2 separate regions of the Mus musculus genome follow, and region 2 is linked to region 1. Evidence: chromatin contacts called from public HiChIP or PLAC-seq data. All regions are on one chromosome and are shown on one strand. The core of a region is the stretch at or near the end of the contact, and the rest is flanking DNA. Distances in the headings are between cores, read along the strand shown.

Region 1 (7,914 bases), core at 1,691-4,190:
TATCACACTCCTCTGTTTATAATTCAGAGGCAATGCCAATTCCAAACAGAATGGGAGCTGTGGGGCAGGCAATTGGTGGGCCTCCATTCTTTGAGCTTGAGTGATTTGAATTTGAATGGTCCCCCACAGACTCATAGGGTGTGGCACGGTTTAAGGGATTGGGACTTGTAGCCTTATTAGAGGAAGTGTGTCACTGGGAGCTGGGCATTGAGGTTCCAGAAGCTCTTTCTCTCTCCCTGCTGACTTTGGATCTGGACATGAAACTCTCAGCTCCTTCGCTAGCATCAGCTCTGCCTGCAGGCTGCCATGCTTCCTATGTGAGGATAGCGCACTAAACCTCTAAACAGTCAGGCAGCCCCAATTTAATGTTTTTCTTCATAGAAGCCGCTACGGTCATGGTGTCTCTTCACAGCAATAAACCTCTGCTAAGACTGGGCTCATTGCCTGAGATAGACCCTATGCTTCCCGTTCTCCATCTGCATCTATTTTATGCAGTGTTGTCCCCAGTACACTGTAAGTAAGTCACCCACCCAACTTTATATTAACAAACAATTTAGCTTTTCTTCCATGCTATGAGTTGAGGTAAAATGCTCAGTTTTGTACATTAAAAAAAAGTATTTTTTCATTAAAATTGTTCCTCTAAGGGACTATAAAACTTTGTATTTTTGCAAAAATAAAGGTGCAAACATTATAAAGTAAACCTATATTCAGAAGAGAAGATGAAGTATTGAACATGTTTAGAAAAAAAATCTTGTGTGATCAAACTGCACATTTGAGATGTATTTCTATATTAGCTATTTTTCTCATCGCTATCACTAGCTGAGGAGCAGCTATAGAGAGGAAGGGTTCTTTTGGGCCACAGTGTGAGGTGTACAGTCCATCCTGGCAGGAAAGACCTGTGGCATAAGACTGGGGCAGCCAGTCACAGTGGCCTAATCTGGCTGATAATGAAGATTAAACACCACACGACTTGAGATCGAGACAGGGTTTCTTAGTCTGACCCGCCCCAACTCCAGTGTCTACCTCTGTAGGTCAGGCTGGCTCAAACAGGAGGAAACCCTCTTCTTGGTCGTTTGTTTTTCTTGACACCCCTGAAAAGAAATAGCTATCACAAACTCTCCAAGGAGTGTAACAATGATCTACAGGATTCTAGTATGTCTAAGATGCGTGTTCGCTAGGGCTTCACTTCCCTGTGGGGTGGTGACCTGTGGTAATCTTTTCACTTTCCTACCTTTTGGGGCAGAATTCCAGTCATTGTATGATAGTTGTCTTATTTATAATTACAATAGTAACAGAAAGACCTATTGTTATGTGTTGATGCCAAAAGTTTCAATGACGACTTTTAAGAAATCAGGATGTAATTTGTACAGCCTGGTGCTTCTCAACCAAATGTCTCACACCATCTAAAGACAAGCTTGTAAGAGTGCGGTTACTCCTAGGCACACACTTATCAAATCATCTGAAATTAATAAACTGGAGGAAGGGAGGAAGGAGACATATGCAGCTTTTCAGTTACTTCCTTGTTATATAGTCTTGCCAAACCCCTCTTAGGCAAGACCCTGTTTGCTCAGAAGGCTGTGCATATAATTGCAAAAATCTGTCAGAATCATAGGATTCAAAAGGCATCAATTATTTCTGTCAACAAGGAAAGAGTGACGGCTGCCCGACTCTGCAATCATTAGGAAAGATGTGCTCAAAAGAGAAGAATGCAGTCAGGGAGGGCTGGGCAGCTCCAGGTTACTTGAAAACTGAGCCCCGCGCTATAATTTCACTCCTCCTCTGTCTGGACAGAAATATTATATTTTTCATTTCATGCAGTGCCATGGGCATGGTAAGACATTATGTAACTGGGTCTGTCTCACTGTATAATACTCAATAAACAATTTCAAAAGACCAACAGCATCAGCAATTTGATGTACAGGAAACTAACTGTTGCATCTTTGGGTTTTGGCTGGAAGCAGTGTTGTGCAACCAGTTTTGGAACTGACTTGTGTTCAAAATTATATTCCCAAAGGATTGCTATTCACACCACCCAGCCACTGGATTTCCCTTGATGACGACTCTCTTAAGTGTATTAAAACGGCAAAGTTACTGTGCGGACAGTTCCATCGGGGTAATGGGACTTTCTCGTTCTCCTCCCATTTTATTTTTACTTTTCTCTCTAACATTTCTGAATTAGACCCAGTACTGATGGCAAGTGGGAGTGAGAAGTGTGAGGGCGATGTGTGACTGAGACAGGAGGATCATGTAGTTTGAGTTCTACCTGTTCTTCATGGCCAACCAGGTATACAGCAGAGACCTAACTTCAAACTAACCAACCGAACACTCGCCACAACACACACACACACACACACACACACACACACACACAGAGAGAGAGAGAGAGAGAGAGAGAGAGAGAGAGAGAGAGAGAGAGAGAGAAGGGGGGTCTGGGGGGACAAGCACGGGCAGTTTTGGGGACTGAAGAGATTGCTGGCTCCAGCAAGCTTAGGGTCAGGCTGGTTCTTTACTTGCCAGCCTCAGTTTCCTTATAAACAGGCAATAACACCTACCAAGACCTACCCGTGGGATTTGCAGGAAGGCCACAGTTGACCTCTACAAAGCCCCTAATTAAGCAAGTCACTTCAGGGCAGGAATATTTCACCAGTTGGCTCGCTGTTGGCTTGTAACTTGCGGGCCAGTCTTGGACAAGGATTGGGCTCAGAGACCAGGGAAGTGAACTTGGTAAGAACAACGCCTGCGTGCGCCCCTGCGCCCCGCGGATAACTGTGGCTGAGTTAGGACACTTGGACAGAAGAAAGTGTTAGAACCGAGGCATGGAGGAAGGCCGGCGGCAGAGGCTGTCACCGAGGCTGGCCGGCGCCGCCCCGCCCCACCCTGCAGACCGGCCGAGTTCCGGGCGGCGAGTCCCAGCGCCCGCCCTTCTTCCGCGGCCCCAGCTGCGCCAGCTGCGCGGGGACCCCCGAAGTCGCCGCCGCCGCAGAGTGTGTGCCCGCGCCCCAGGCCCGCAGGTAGGAGCTGCCGGGGCCAGGCTTGCGGGACTTCTGAGCCCGCAGGACGTTCGCGGTCCTCGTGCTTCATCCCGCCTCTCTTGCCCCTCTCACCAGCCCTGTCCCTGAAGTTCCCTTGGGAACCCTGGAGTCCCTCCCATAGTCTTAATTCCTGTAGTGTCTGCGCTGGCAAGAGCCGCGCGCACACTGACCGCAGGCGAGGACCGCTACCCTGAGAGCAGAGCCGGGTCAGCTGCTGATGTCCTAGCCCCACTCCACTCTCAAGTCCCTGCAGATCCGGGGCGTCCTCTGTAGGATGCACCCCACCCCACCTCCTCGGGTCCCGGGCTCAGTAGATTTGTTCGCTCCCGCTAGATCGTCCCGCGCTCCCTGAGCTCCTTAGCACTGTGGGCTGACCGGGATGGCGACAGCACCAACATCCCGGACCAACCAGGAAGTGCTGCATTCCAGTGGCTTAGAGTCCAGCTGAAGCACAGTGCCGGGCGCCGAGCCACACAGCTGCTGCCTCGGGGCCAAAGATGTGCTGTGCTGAAGTGGAGGAGGGACAGGGGTAGCAATTAAAAGAAAGGCCTGTGTTAGGCAGTTGCTATTTTAGCTCCGACCCAAGATGTTTGGGACTGACTGTTCCGGGTCAGGGAGGGACCTTAGGAGGTCTCTAAGCCATGGGACGGTTTGTTTGAAACAGTCTTCTGTAGCTCAGGCTGCACTCAAAGGCTATGTAGCCAAGGATGACATTCCTGGCCCTCCTGCTTCCATCTCTTAAGTACAGGTCAAGACTTAGAATTTGGCCAGCCCTTTCCCCCATACCCTAGGGCTACCTGCCACGCCTACGTTTGCCTTCCTCACCCCCGCCTCCCAATCTCAGATCACTGCCAGCGGCCTTCTTTCATGAAGCTCAAAACATAATCTTAAGGACCACAGGAGCTTCTGCATTCGACCATTTCTAGATCTTTCCACAGGACGAAGAGCGCTCTTAGACAGCCAGGCCCACCAATTTCAGCTTAGCCAACTCCTTATGACCTTCCCAGGGCCTCTGGAGACTAGCTACCCAGGAAATTCAGAGAGATATTCAGAAGTCCTGACCTGTCAGAGGTGCTGTCAAGGAAGCCTGACGGGTGCAGAGAGCCTAGTTTGAACTAGTCTGTTATGCCTACTTATGCAAGAATCTCTTTCCATAGTACGTGCTTTGTGGCCCACGAGTGAGTTTGTACTCAACTGTTTAGCTTGAATTTGTAAGCAGCCTTTAAATGGTGTGTGGGGACCTTTTAAATGGTTATGTAAGCGGGTATCTGAATTTTTATGAGCCAGTACAATTAGCTTTTCAAATAAATAGTGCGAGTGGAGAAGGTTTTGAGGAGATGGTGTCCTTGCTGTGTTGTTTCTGGCATCAGCGTTTTACACACACTGGTGTTAAGTTCTCTACAGGCTCATTTAGGTTGATTGATTTACTGATAACTAGATGAGTACTGCCTAGTTAATGGACAGCCTGCTCATCAGACCTTTACCGAGAATGCATTTGTGTATGGTCTTAGTATGTAGTATGAATGCTCTTATGCAACTCTGTATGAGAAAAGCATTACACTGACAATTCACCTACCTCTAATTTCAACATGTTTTAAGGATTTATTTTATTTTTAATGATGTGAATATGCTGGCCTGGGTGTGGGTTATGTGCATATGGTGCCTAAGAAGGCCAGAAGAGGCTGTTGCTCAAACTGGGCGCTGTGAACAGGACTCAGATGCTAAGGAAAGGCAGGATGTGCTCCTAATGGCTGGGCCATCGCTTCAGTCCCATTTCTACCCTTTTTCATTTTTTTTTAATTTTAAGTTTTATTTTTATTTTATCAAAATAGACACGTAACTTTGCCATCTTTACAATTTAAAAATAGATGTTTGATCGCACAGCTCTGCCAGTGTGCTACCATCTCCCCCCAGTCCATTCCCAAAGGACTTCTCGACTTCCTTACAAGGTTTAGTAACACTTATTAATAAAGACTGCATTGCAAGCTTCAGTTTTCTCACTGAGTAAGGTTGGATTCTTTTCACAGAGCTTTAAAGAAATTTTATATAGTCTCTTGTATGACCCTGGATGGAACTCACTCTGCTGGTGGCGATTCCTATGAATTATCCATCTTTCTGCCTTTGCTTCTACCTCCCAAATGCTGGAAGTGTAGGGCTGCATTATCATCCCCAGCTCAAGAAAGACACTTTTTTTTCTATATAGCTCAGGCGAGCCTCTCTTTAACTCGCTGGGTTGCAGAAGGTGACTTATGCTTTTGAACATCCTGCCCCCACCCTGACCTAAGTGTTGGGACCCCATGCACACACCAGCATACCTGGTGTTGTGTTGTACATGTTAGGGGTGCACGTGACTAACTGAGCTACATTGTCAGCAAGAAATGCACTTTTAAAGAGCACACATAGAAGGCATAGCCAGATAGGGGGCGCCTGGTAAGTTTTACCTCCATGGGTTGAGGAAGCTTATGTGAGGGTCAGTTGGTAAGCTGATTGGGAGTTGTAGTGGAAACACTTTGCGAGTTTAGCTGTCTAGAGGTACAAACAGAGAAGGGGTTTATTCTTAGTGTTCCCCCCTCTGGATATGTAACAAACAAACAAACAAACAAACACAAACAATCTCAATGTTGTCCCCTTTAGCCGTACAATAGTACCAGGCAACACCATGAGTGAGCCCAGCTAAAGACATGTTTCCAGTACCCAATGACCTTTCTGATCAAACAAGTTTCTGGGTTTAGCAATTTCTTCTCCTCCCCAGCCATATGCTAAAGATCAATGGACCGAACACATGAGATATGGGTCTTTAAACCTGTAGTTAGATTGAGTCATTGTATACAGGAGAAAGGCTGGCATATGGGAGGCTGGGTTTTATGCTTACAATCCTTTAAGTCCCAAAAGCACAAATAGAATGTATTTGCTAGGGTGTGGTTAAAAGATGTTTCAGGGTTCAGATGAGAAGCATAGCCTCAGCTTCCTGTAAGCCTGGGACTTTTCTGATTAGAAAGGCAACTGTACAGATTGCATCATATGGTTCAGTGGGAATGTGTTCTGATGCTGTGTTTTCCCTGAACTCACAGTGCAGTATCAAATCTGGATCCCAGATGTTCTAGCGGCGGGTTATTTAACAGCAGCATATGTTATGTAACTGTTCCATAGAACCACAATCTTCTTTTCTATTGCGAAATTTTATCAGGTTTTAGATTTATTGAATAAGCATTATAATGACAAAATAAGATGATAAACTGTTTATTTAATCAGCACTTACTTGGTGTCCACTTGGCTTTGGATACCATTCAGAGCATTCTACAGATGTGAAAAACCTCCTTTATGTATATGAGGCTGTGAGAGGCATGGGAGGTCACAGCATGAGGCAGAGCTGGGCCTCCAGCCCATGCAACCTGAACCCTACAGCTTTTGTATTTCTGCCTCTCTAAGAAAATAGTCTTGGAATCTACCTCCCTAACCAGCCACCTTTCTACATCTTTGTTCTTATTTTGTCCTTGTTCTAAGGCATAAATGATGTGTCAAAATTGCAAGCATCATGAAACTTACACAGTTAGTTCAACTCCTTCATTTTTTTGAAGAGGGAGGCAAAGTGGATTGTGGTCATGTTGCTAGTGGGAGATTGTGTCTATGGCTGAGCCAGGATTTTCTAACTCTTGGCTATGAAGAGTAATTTTCTAATGTAATCTATCTGTCTGTCTGTCTGTCTATCTATGTATCTATCATCTCTCTATAATCTATGTATCTATTAACCTATCATCTTTCTTTCTTTCTTTCTTTCTTTCTCTCTCTCTCTCTCTCTCTCTCTCTCTCTCTTTCTTTCTTTCTTTCTTTCTTTCTTTCTTTCTTTCTTCCTCTCTCTCTCTCCTTCCTTCCTTTCTCTCTCTCCTTCCTTCCTCTCTCTCTCTCTCTCTCTCTCTCTCTCTCTCTCTAACACACACATATACACACAATTATTTTTGGAGACTGAGTCTCATGTAGGCTAGGCTGGCCTTGAACTTGCTATCTACATAGCAATATAGTTAAGGATGACTTTTGGTCCTCTTGTCACCAACTCCCAAGTGCTGGGGATCACAAGCCTTTGTCACCACACCATCAGAGTTATATACCATGTTGAGAACTGAACTATGGGCTTCAAGCATGCTAAGAAGGCCTTCTGCCAATTGAGCTACACCCATGCCGCACTCCAATATTTTAATAACTGCTATGACTATATTAGAGCCAAGTTTCTTGATAACAGCCCTGGTCCTATGAGGGGGCCAGAGTGGACTCTTACACTGACTCGGGTCTTTGTGGTCTTGCCCTGGATTTCCAATCTCCTTTACCAAGTGGCGACACTGAACTCTTTTCTTGTTGAAGGGAGCATCTTATTTTACGACCCAAGGCTGGCCTTTGGATGAGGAGAACATCTTATTTTGTACTTAATCATTTTTGAGCGTTTGGGATCTAGACTTGGAAACCTTTTGAAAGCCTCTGACGCACAGAGGAAACTCAGCCAAGAGCAGCAGGGAACAAAAATAGCCTGCGTTAGTTCTTTAGAGGTGAACGAGAGTTAGTTCTGAGGCAAAAAACTTACAAACTGTATATTAAAAACAGAAAATGTTTATATTCAAAGTGGTTCTTTTCAAAGTAGACTTTTACAGACAGCACTTTTGGAGAGGGAGCCCGAAGAGCAGCCTAGGAGCTAAAGGTGCATAGGTGGAGGCAGTGGAATAGAACCTTTGGCAGGGCTCCGTAAAAAGTCTGGAGACTCCTAGGACAGGACAAGCTTGGGAAAATCAAAGGTGTTGGCTTTTGTCATGTGATCTTAATGTCTTAACTGTTGCTAATTATCCTAGTTTGCTTCCTAGTTCTGTAATAGCAGGAAAGGGTTTATTTCTACTTA
Region 2 (7,914 bases), core at 2,594-5,093, 82 kb after region 1:
CGCTGTGGTTGGCACAGAATAGGACCTCAGTGAATGTAGATATCATTTTCCCATGACAATTGGATGCACCTCTGGAAGCAAAGAACTGAGACAGACTAGAAGTTTCTAGTTCCTACAAGGAGGGAAATACTGAGCCAAGGGTGCCCCAGATGAAATGCACAAGGAAGCTCTTGCCAGGCAAGATGGGTGGTCAGAAGACCACCCAGGGAGGTCCACGAATTTAGGGAAATTTGGGGATGAATCAAGAAGCATCGTTTTTCCTGCCTTTAGGGTTCAATGGTATCTGTGGGAACTGATTGCTGCTTCTGTGTCATAAAGCTGCCCTGGTTGCTTGGGGTCAGTGTTGACAATGGTTGTCAGGGATCATTAGCATAAGTATGTAAATGAGATACAGTACTAATTGATATTTGCTAATGGGAAATTAACCAAGGAGCTGGAGAGATGGCTCATTGGGTAAGAGCACTGGCTGCTCTTCAAGAGGAATCAATTTCAATTCCCAGCCCCCACACGGTGTTTCACACCTGTCTGTAACTCCAGGCACAAGGGCTCTGATACTCCTTTCTGGCCTCTCTGGGCACTGTGTACTTACAATCCACAGACATACATTCAGACAAACACTGACACATGAAATAAGAATTAAAACCGCAAAGGAAAGAAAATAGAAAATGAACCACCTAAGGAAAACATTTGATTGGGGCTTGTGTACAGTTCAGAGGTTTAGTCCATTATCATCCAAGTGGGAAGTATGGTGGTGCACAGGCAGACATGTTGCTAGAGTAGTAGCAGAGTTCTATATCTGGTTCTATAGGCAGGAGGAAGAGAGAGTGTCACTGGGCCTGGCTTGATCATCTGAAACCTCAAAGCTGCTCCCAGGTGATATACTTCCCCCAATAAGGCCACACCTACTTCAATAAGGCCACATCCACTCCAACAAGGCCACACCTCCTAATAAGTTCCACCCTGCTAAGCTCATACTACCTATGAGCCTATGCAGACCATTTTCCATTCAAACCACCACACTGCCACTTACATTTAGGGTGGGTCTTCAGACTCTAGTTAATCCTATCAAGCGAGTGTCCAGAGGCTTGTCTCCCAGATAATTCTAGATCTTGTCAAGGGAACAAGCAAGAGTCAGTGTTGTGAAAAACACACAGGCAGTTCCATTTCAGGACCAAGGAGGAATTTAATGAGCAGTGCGGAGGGCCCGGGAGGATGATGGGTAGTCCCTTCCTGTATAATTCCATCGACGGTTGTTTTTTACAGTGGAAAGCTGACTGGTTTCTTTACCATTTTGTGTGCTATAGTCCAAAAGTCAGAAGACTTGGCTAATAGATCCATTCTCTGACTGGTCCAGCCAGAAGGACAGAAGCAAGATGGCCTGTTACTTTGAGAAACTAAGTAGAGGTGGAAGGCAGGACACATCCTAGCAAGGCAGCCTTGAAGACTTCCACTACTAAGCAAGCTTCCCTTTACAGATCTTTTCACTGAGCTAGAGGGTACACTGGCAACCAGCGTCACCTTTGCCTGTAGGTGCACCTCCCTGCCATGGCTTCCTCAGCTAGGAGTGGCAGTGCAGCTCACAGAGGTGACACTGACACTCTGGAGTTGACAATTGGCCACTCTCTGATAGCAAGGACAGAACCTTCATGGTCATCTGACCTTACCCTGTACTGCTGACATTTAATTCAATATTTAAAATTTTTATTTTGTTATTTCCTGATTGTGGGCATTTTGCCTGAATGTACGTATATGAACCATATGCTTGCAATGCCTATGGAGGCCAGAAGAGGGTGGCTGATCCACTGGAACCAGAGTTATAGAGGTTGTGAGCTGCTAAGTGGATACTGGGATTTGTTCCCAGGTTCTACAAAAGAGCAACCACTGAGCCATCTCTCCAGGCTCTGATATTTAAATTTTTTGATGAAGGGACATAACAGGTTTCCCACTGATCTTTGTGGATGTGATATTCTTAAAAACCAAAAATCAAAGAAAACATTAAAAGCTTAAGAAAAAAACCCCACCATGTTTTAATTTCTCACAATATATAGTTTAGAAGGTAAAGTATCCCAATACTTGACTTAAAGTCAGTTAAACTCAAAAAAAAATTTATTCAAGTCTTACAGCATTACTAGAGACTTAAGTCAGTTTGAACTTTTGGTTATGATTTCTATGCTTTAGGGAACATCAAGTCTATCCCATAATAGTAACTTCTGGGTGATCAGAGAGAGCTCTGGGATGGGGATGGTTCTGTCATCATGAATTATGGGAAGCCATTCATTAACGTTCTCCTCAATGGTTTGACTATAATTCACATACATAGTTATGACTTGGGTTTTTTTGGCTTTGAAATCTGTTATGCTTATTTCTCTTGCTAAGCACAAATATCACAAGGAAAACATGGCGACAGCATGATTACTTAGAAAGGGAGCAGAAATCACGACATAATTGTCTTCAAAGAATGCAGTGCTAGAGGTTTTGTTGTTGTTCCTTTTAAAATTATATTTGTATTAGTTTATTACGTTTTTATATGATGTGTTTGATATACTTCAATCATATTATGAGGGTTTCTCAGTGGTCTTCCCTCCCCTACCTTTAGCCATGGATGGTTTACTTGTTGGTTGAACTTTGGAGTTAGAGTTTGACTTCCTCACTACCTGTTCATGGGACCTTCTGCAGGTGGCCTCTCTTTTCTAAGCTGGTATGGCTGCTAGTGGGACCCAGCTCCCAAGATAGTTATGGAATTGATACCTTTGTACAATGCCTGACATGTAGGACATACTTAGCAAATGTTAACTAACACTAATGTTTACCTTAACATCAATGACTACAGCTGGCAATATTACTGTTATTTTAGCTAGTATTGTATTTATTATGTAAGAAGGAAAAATCCCTGTTCTTGTTCTCAATCCTGTTGAGAGATTAAAAGAAAACTCTATTCCTCTGCTTTCTTCACTGAATGAGGAGGAAAAAAAAAAAAAAAAAAAAGGAAAGGAAAGGAAAAGAACCCTGTTTACCTCCCGATACACATGTAACAGAATCACAGCCTAGCTGCTCTCATCTGTCTGCTGGCATCATCTCTCTTCTTTGGAGAGAGAGAGAGAGAGAGAGAGAGAGAGAGAGAGAGAGAGAAAGAGCGCTAGCCAGCCACAGTTTAGAGATAAGATAATGAACTATGTATCTCAAATGTTAACACTGAAGGTCAGGCGTGTTCCAGTGCTGGGTAACTCAGGCTGTAACCATGGCAGCTGCTCTCCTCCAAGATAAATTGCTTTAATTAAAACAACACATTGACTAATAAGTGAAAATTTGACAGCATAGGAATAAACATGAGCTCACCAGTTGGTTTTGAAAGCTAATAGCAACGGCAGAATTGTGGGGTAATTCATGACATAATGTGAAGAACCCAAAAAAGACAGTGATGCTCAAAACATGCCTTCGATTTCCTACGGTTGGTGGAAAAACCTTCATGATCTAATATGCAAATTGGTAGTCCCCTAAATTTCTTATTGTCTTATATTATGAATCAAGGAAATTCAGGGAGCTGTCCTGACATGTTTCCATTACTGTAGTGACTGAGGGTTCGGATGATCCTCAAGGTGTTGTATTTAAACTAGAGGACATGTCCTATTGTCAGAGCGGACAGACTTCATAGAAAAGATTAACTATCCAGTCATTCAATCCATGAAATAAAACCAATGCTTGTGAACCTCAGTAACTAGGTTTGTAATACATTAGATCCAGTCACATCTGCTTTTAAAAGCCGGTCCTTCATAGAAGAGATCATTCATTGGTTAGGAGCTTGTGGTGATTTGAATAAGAATGGCCTCCATAGGCTCAGAAGTTTGAATGCTTAGTCATCAGGGAGTGGCCCCACTTCAGAGGGACAGGGAGAGGTGGTCTTGGAGGATGTGTGTCTCTGGAATTTGTCGAAAGAGGTTTCAAAAGCCCAAGCCAGACCCAGTGTCTCTCTTCTCCTGCTGCCTGTGGATCTGAGTGTAGAACTCTCAGCTACTTCTCCAGCACCATGTCTCCTTGCCTGCCTCCATGTTCCCTGCCATGATGACAATGAACTAAACCTCTGAGGCTGTAAGGCCTTCTTTACAAGAGTTGGAATGGTCATGGCACCTCTTCACAGCAATAGAACACTGACCAAGACAGAGCATGTACAACGCTGGCATAAGACCTGAGTTCAGTGCCCAGCAGCCACATGGGGTACCTCACAATGGCTGGTATTCTAGCTCCAGGGGATTTGACACCTTCTAGACTCCTTAAACACTCACATGCAATTAATTACTCACATATGGGCATACGTACACATAAGTAAAAAAAGATAAATCTTTGAAAAATATGTAAAAGGTGACCTTGACACAAGTTCTGTGACCTTGGACAAATACCTGTTTCATAGCGTAATCATACCTCTGAAGTAAATGACACATAAAATTAAAGAAAATCAACAAAATTACGCTAAAATTATGCTCACAATACAATAGATGCTTTATACTGAATAATCTTCTCTTCTTTGATTCTTGGTTTCTTTCCTTATTTTTCCTTCAGTTTCCATGTGTTAACATGTTTCTTTTCTCTCAGCCAGAAAGGAGATATTTATTTTGGCTCAAATCAATGCCTTTCTTCTACTTACCCCAACATCTAGATTAGTTTCTGTATGATAATTACATTAAAAAAATATTCTAGGACTTTGCCAAAAGAGAGAGGCTATGCTGAGAAAGTTAATCATAAGTCTATTTGATCAATAAAAATTTCTAAAATATTTAAAAATTAACAAATAACACTATGATGTAATTTCCGACTTGGTTTTTCTTATCTCCTTTCCTCTTCTCATTATCTTTCCTTTTAAATAATGGGAAACTTGGCTCAAGGTTGGCATCTAACAAGTGGCTCTTTGTTGGATTAGGAGAAGAGGAAACACATATTTTAGCTGTGGCCCAAAGGCAGTACCTCCCCAGTGAAAGCTGAACAAACATTCATTAGGTAAGGCAGGCTGAAAAGAGGTCCACCACCCACTCTCTTATTTAAATGCAAAATGACTTGGAGTAATTCCTGGAGACAGGAAGATGGTTAAATTAGTGAAATTATCTTGGAGGCTAACAGGCTTCATGGTATGTATCTCTTATATAGAGTTAAGGTTTTATGGTTAAAGAACCTTGGGAATGAGATTTGTAGAGGAGGAAGCTGCTGAAATGGCTTTGTCCTGTGGACACTGAATTGTAGGAAAATATTATTTCCTGTTTATGCCTTTATAGTCAACCTTTACAAAGGCTCACCTCGGGGTATATTGGAATATTCCCACCTGCAAGGAAATTTGCACATCTCCAAAACTTGGAAAGATAATTTGGAAATGAGAGAGGGAGTGGGAGAGAGGGAATTGAAAGGAAGAGATCCAGGTAACAAGAGCCCAATAGTTTGACAATGATAAGGTGTAAAAACAGATTTAAATGTCCTTACAGTCAACGGAGAGAAAGAAAGCTGAGAGGCAGGTTAGCCAGTTCACAGGGAACACTGACATATAGTCATAGACACAGGGCAAGCCCAAACTTCCCTCCTCCACCCTGCCTCTGCATTTCTAAACAAGGTCTCCACCAGACACAGCAGAGTCTAGGTTTTGGAGACTTGTTATTGCAAGAGCTGACTAAGTTGGCTCCTCATGGCTCACCCAGCCTCTCCACAGAACCTGTAGGAGAGAACCCTGCCAGGAATCTTCCTCTCAGGGCATCCTTTTCTCAGAAAGTTCAAGCCCTTGGAGGAGCCTGGAATGAACGAGGGATTACGTGTAGCTGTTTCCCCACGCCTCACAGCAGGTGCTCTTTAACTTATCGCCACATTTCCTGTGTGTATGTGCACATGAGTATGTTTGTGTGTATGTGCACATGTGTATGTGTGCAAGTGTCTATGTGTGCAGGTGTCTATGTGTGCATGGATGCGTTTGCCACTGGCACGTATGGAGGTCTGAGAATGGCTTCTGGGACTTGGTTCTCTCTTTCCATCATGGATCCAGAGGCTGAACTCAGCCTGCCAGGCTTCACATTTTTAGCTATTGCTTCTCTCTTACACACAGTGAGTGCTAATTAAATGTTGGTGAGCTACAGAAGGAAATGGGCATGCGCAGAAGAGTTAGCCATGTGAGACTCCCAGCTTAGGCCTGACTGGATCAGAGATGATTTCTGATTTGGGCAATACGGATTTTTCATCCAGCTCTAACGACAGTGCTCACTGCTTAACCCTCCATATTTTAAACGAAAACTAAAATCCATCTGAAGCCTTCTCTCTGAGCACTGATGTGCAATGACTCATGTTATTAGGTGTCAGGATGAAATAGAGCCAGCTTTCTTAAAAAGAGGGAGAGAAATGACAATCCTAACACCTCTGGTATCCTTATGAACAGGTATATGAATCTGTTTCCTTTCGAGACACATACTCCACCACTCAGGCAAGGTCATGGCCAAAGCCTCACATTTCTAAGTGGTAGTGCACCTTGCTAGGGAATCAGCCCCAGACACTGTGTAGAAAGGTTGTGTCGTCCTAGACACTTTGTCCTTTTCGTTATTGCATTTGCATGTGGCACGGAGGCCTTCTGGGTGTCAGGGCTTGTCTGCAGCGTGGGTTCTAGGATCTAACTCAGGTTGTGAGGCAGATGTCTCATCAAGCATAAGAAATGATGTTTAAATCTATTTATTTGAATGTGGGAAATTCTCTTGATTTTCTTTAAGAAAATGTTACTTACTTTTCATATATTATATATTTTGCATGCATTATTCTTTTCTTTCCTTTCTCTCACCCTCCATTTTCTCTTTCCTTTCCTTCTTCCATTTTGCTTTCTCTCTCCCCCCTTTCTCTCTCTCTCTCTCCCTCCCTCTCACTCTCTCTCTCTTTCTACTTTTCTTTCTTTCCGTTTTAGACAGGATTTTCCTAATGTAGTCTTGGCTAGCCTGGAACTCACTATGTAGACTAGGCTGGCCTTGAACTCAAAAAGATGTGCCTGCCTCAGTCTCTAAGAAGCTGTAATGGGCTACCATGCCATGCCAGGCTATTTTGTATTCTGAATTTGAGCTTATTTATTAATCAAGGAAGGATATCTTCTCTGCTAAAGCATTCCCAGTCTTTCTAGTCTCTCCTCATTTAGTCACGTGCATAAAATACAATGAGAGAAATGCTGGCATGTTGTTCCGTGAAGTGTTGTATTATTTGTTTCTTTACCGTGGTTTTGCTCCATGTCAGCCTACACGGTGGGAATTGTTTGGATGCAATGCATGAAGATCGACAGGATGATACTTTGTAATACCCACGCCTCACCTAGAGTTGCTTTGTTTGCTTGCATATGTTTCATCTTCACCTGATTTCAAATCCTGAGCTGGGGATTTCCACCTCTCACTGTATCTGAGTGACACCTTGTCTTTCTTCCCAGCCCCTCTGGTTTCACCCCGTCAGAAGCTAGCATGTCACTGAAAAGCGAGACCAGGGTGAACACGTCTACACTGCAGAAAATCGCCGCAGATATGAGCAACCTGATAGAAAATCTCGACACCCGGGAGCTTCATTTTGAGGGAGAGGAGGTGGAATATGACGCATCTCCAGGAGACCCCAAGGCCCAGGAAGGTAAGGACAGACCATGGAGAGGTCAAGACGTCCTCAGGGCTGGCTGGCAGAACACAGTGATAAAAAGTCAGAGAGCGGCCCTCTTCCTTGGAGACGCAGTGTTTGCGAAGCGAAGGCTTCCCAAGATTTACTTCATTTATGATTTATTTTTATTTTTATTGTTCTAATAGATCATGGGTCTGTCTCATTAAGAGAATGGCCACTCTGAGTAACGACCAGATCCCATGTCCCTCTGCAGCTCTGGGACATATTTAGGCCATGTTCTCCGATAGCTTCAAGCCCCTAATTTATGGTTCTGTCCAG

Evidence for each region. HiChIP or PLAC-seq counts read pairs in DNA pulled down with a chosen protein or histone mark.
Region 2: a contact with region 1 is called in an H3K4me3 HiChIP or PLAC-seq map of embryonic stem cells, with 4 times the contacts expected there. The contact joins the enhancer-like site here to the promoter of Pld1 in region 1. A contact is called at or near these places in 3 of 484 Hi-C or Micro-C datasets (embryonic stem cells, muscle stem cells and uterus), 5 of 115 datasets of contacts at active chromatin or transcription factors (embryonic stem cells, heart atrium, microglia and 1 more) and 1 of 9 other capture datasets (adipose tissue).

Annotation. Positions count from the first base shown.
Region 1 is chr3:27,935,740-27,943,653 of GRCm38.p6, forward strand. It overlaps Pld1 (phospholipase D1), which reads left to right and starts at 2,941. Exons shown (of 27, transcript NM_001164056.1): 1 at 2,941-3,011.
Region 2 is chr3:28,016,743-28,024,656 of GRCm38.p6, forward strand. It overlaps Pld1 (phospholipase D1), which reads left to right. Exons shown (of 27, transcript NM_001164056.1): 3 at 7,421-7,611. The coding sequence starts at 7,452. Among named protein-coding and RNA genes, the nearest start is that of Pld1, 82 kb to the left of the region's middle. Within about 2 kb of position 3,844, at least 18 of the 459 cell types and tissues checked have an H3K27ac peak or open chromatin away from gene starts, as enhancers often do. A contact at or near this core is called in embryonic stem cells and heart atrium, where this site is marked.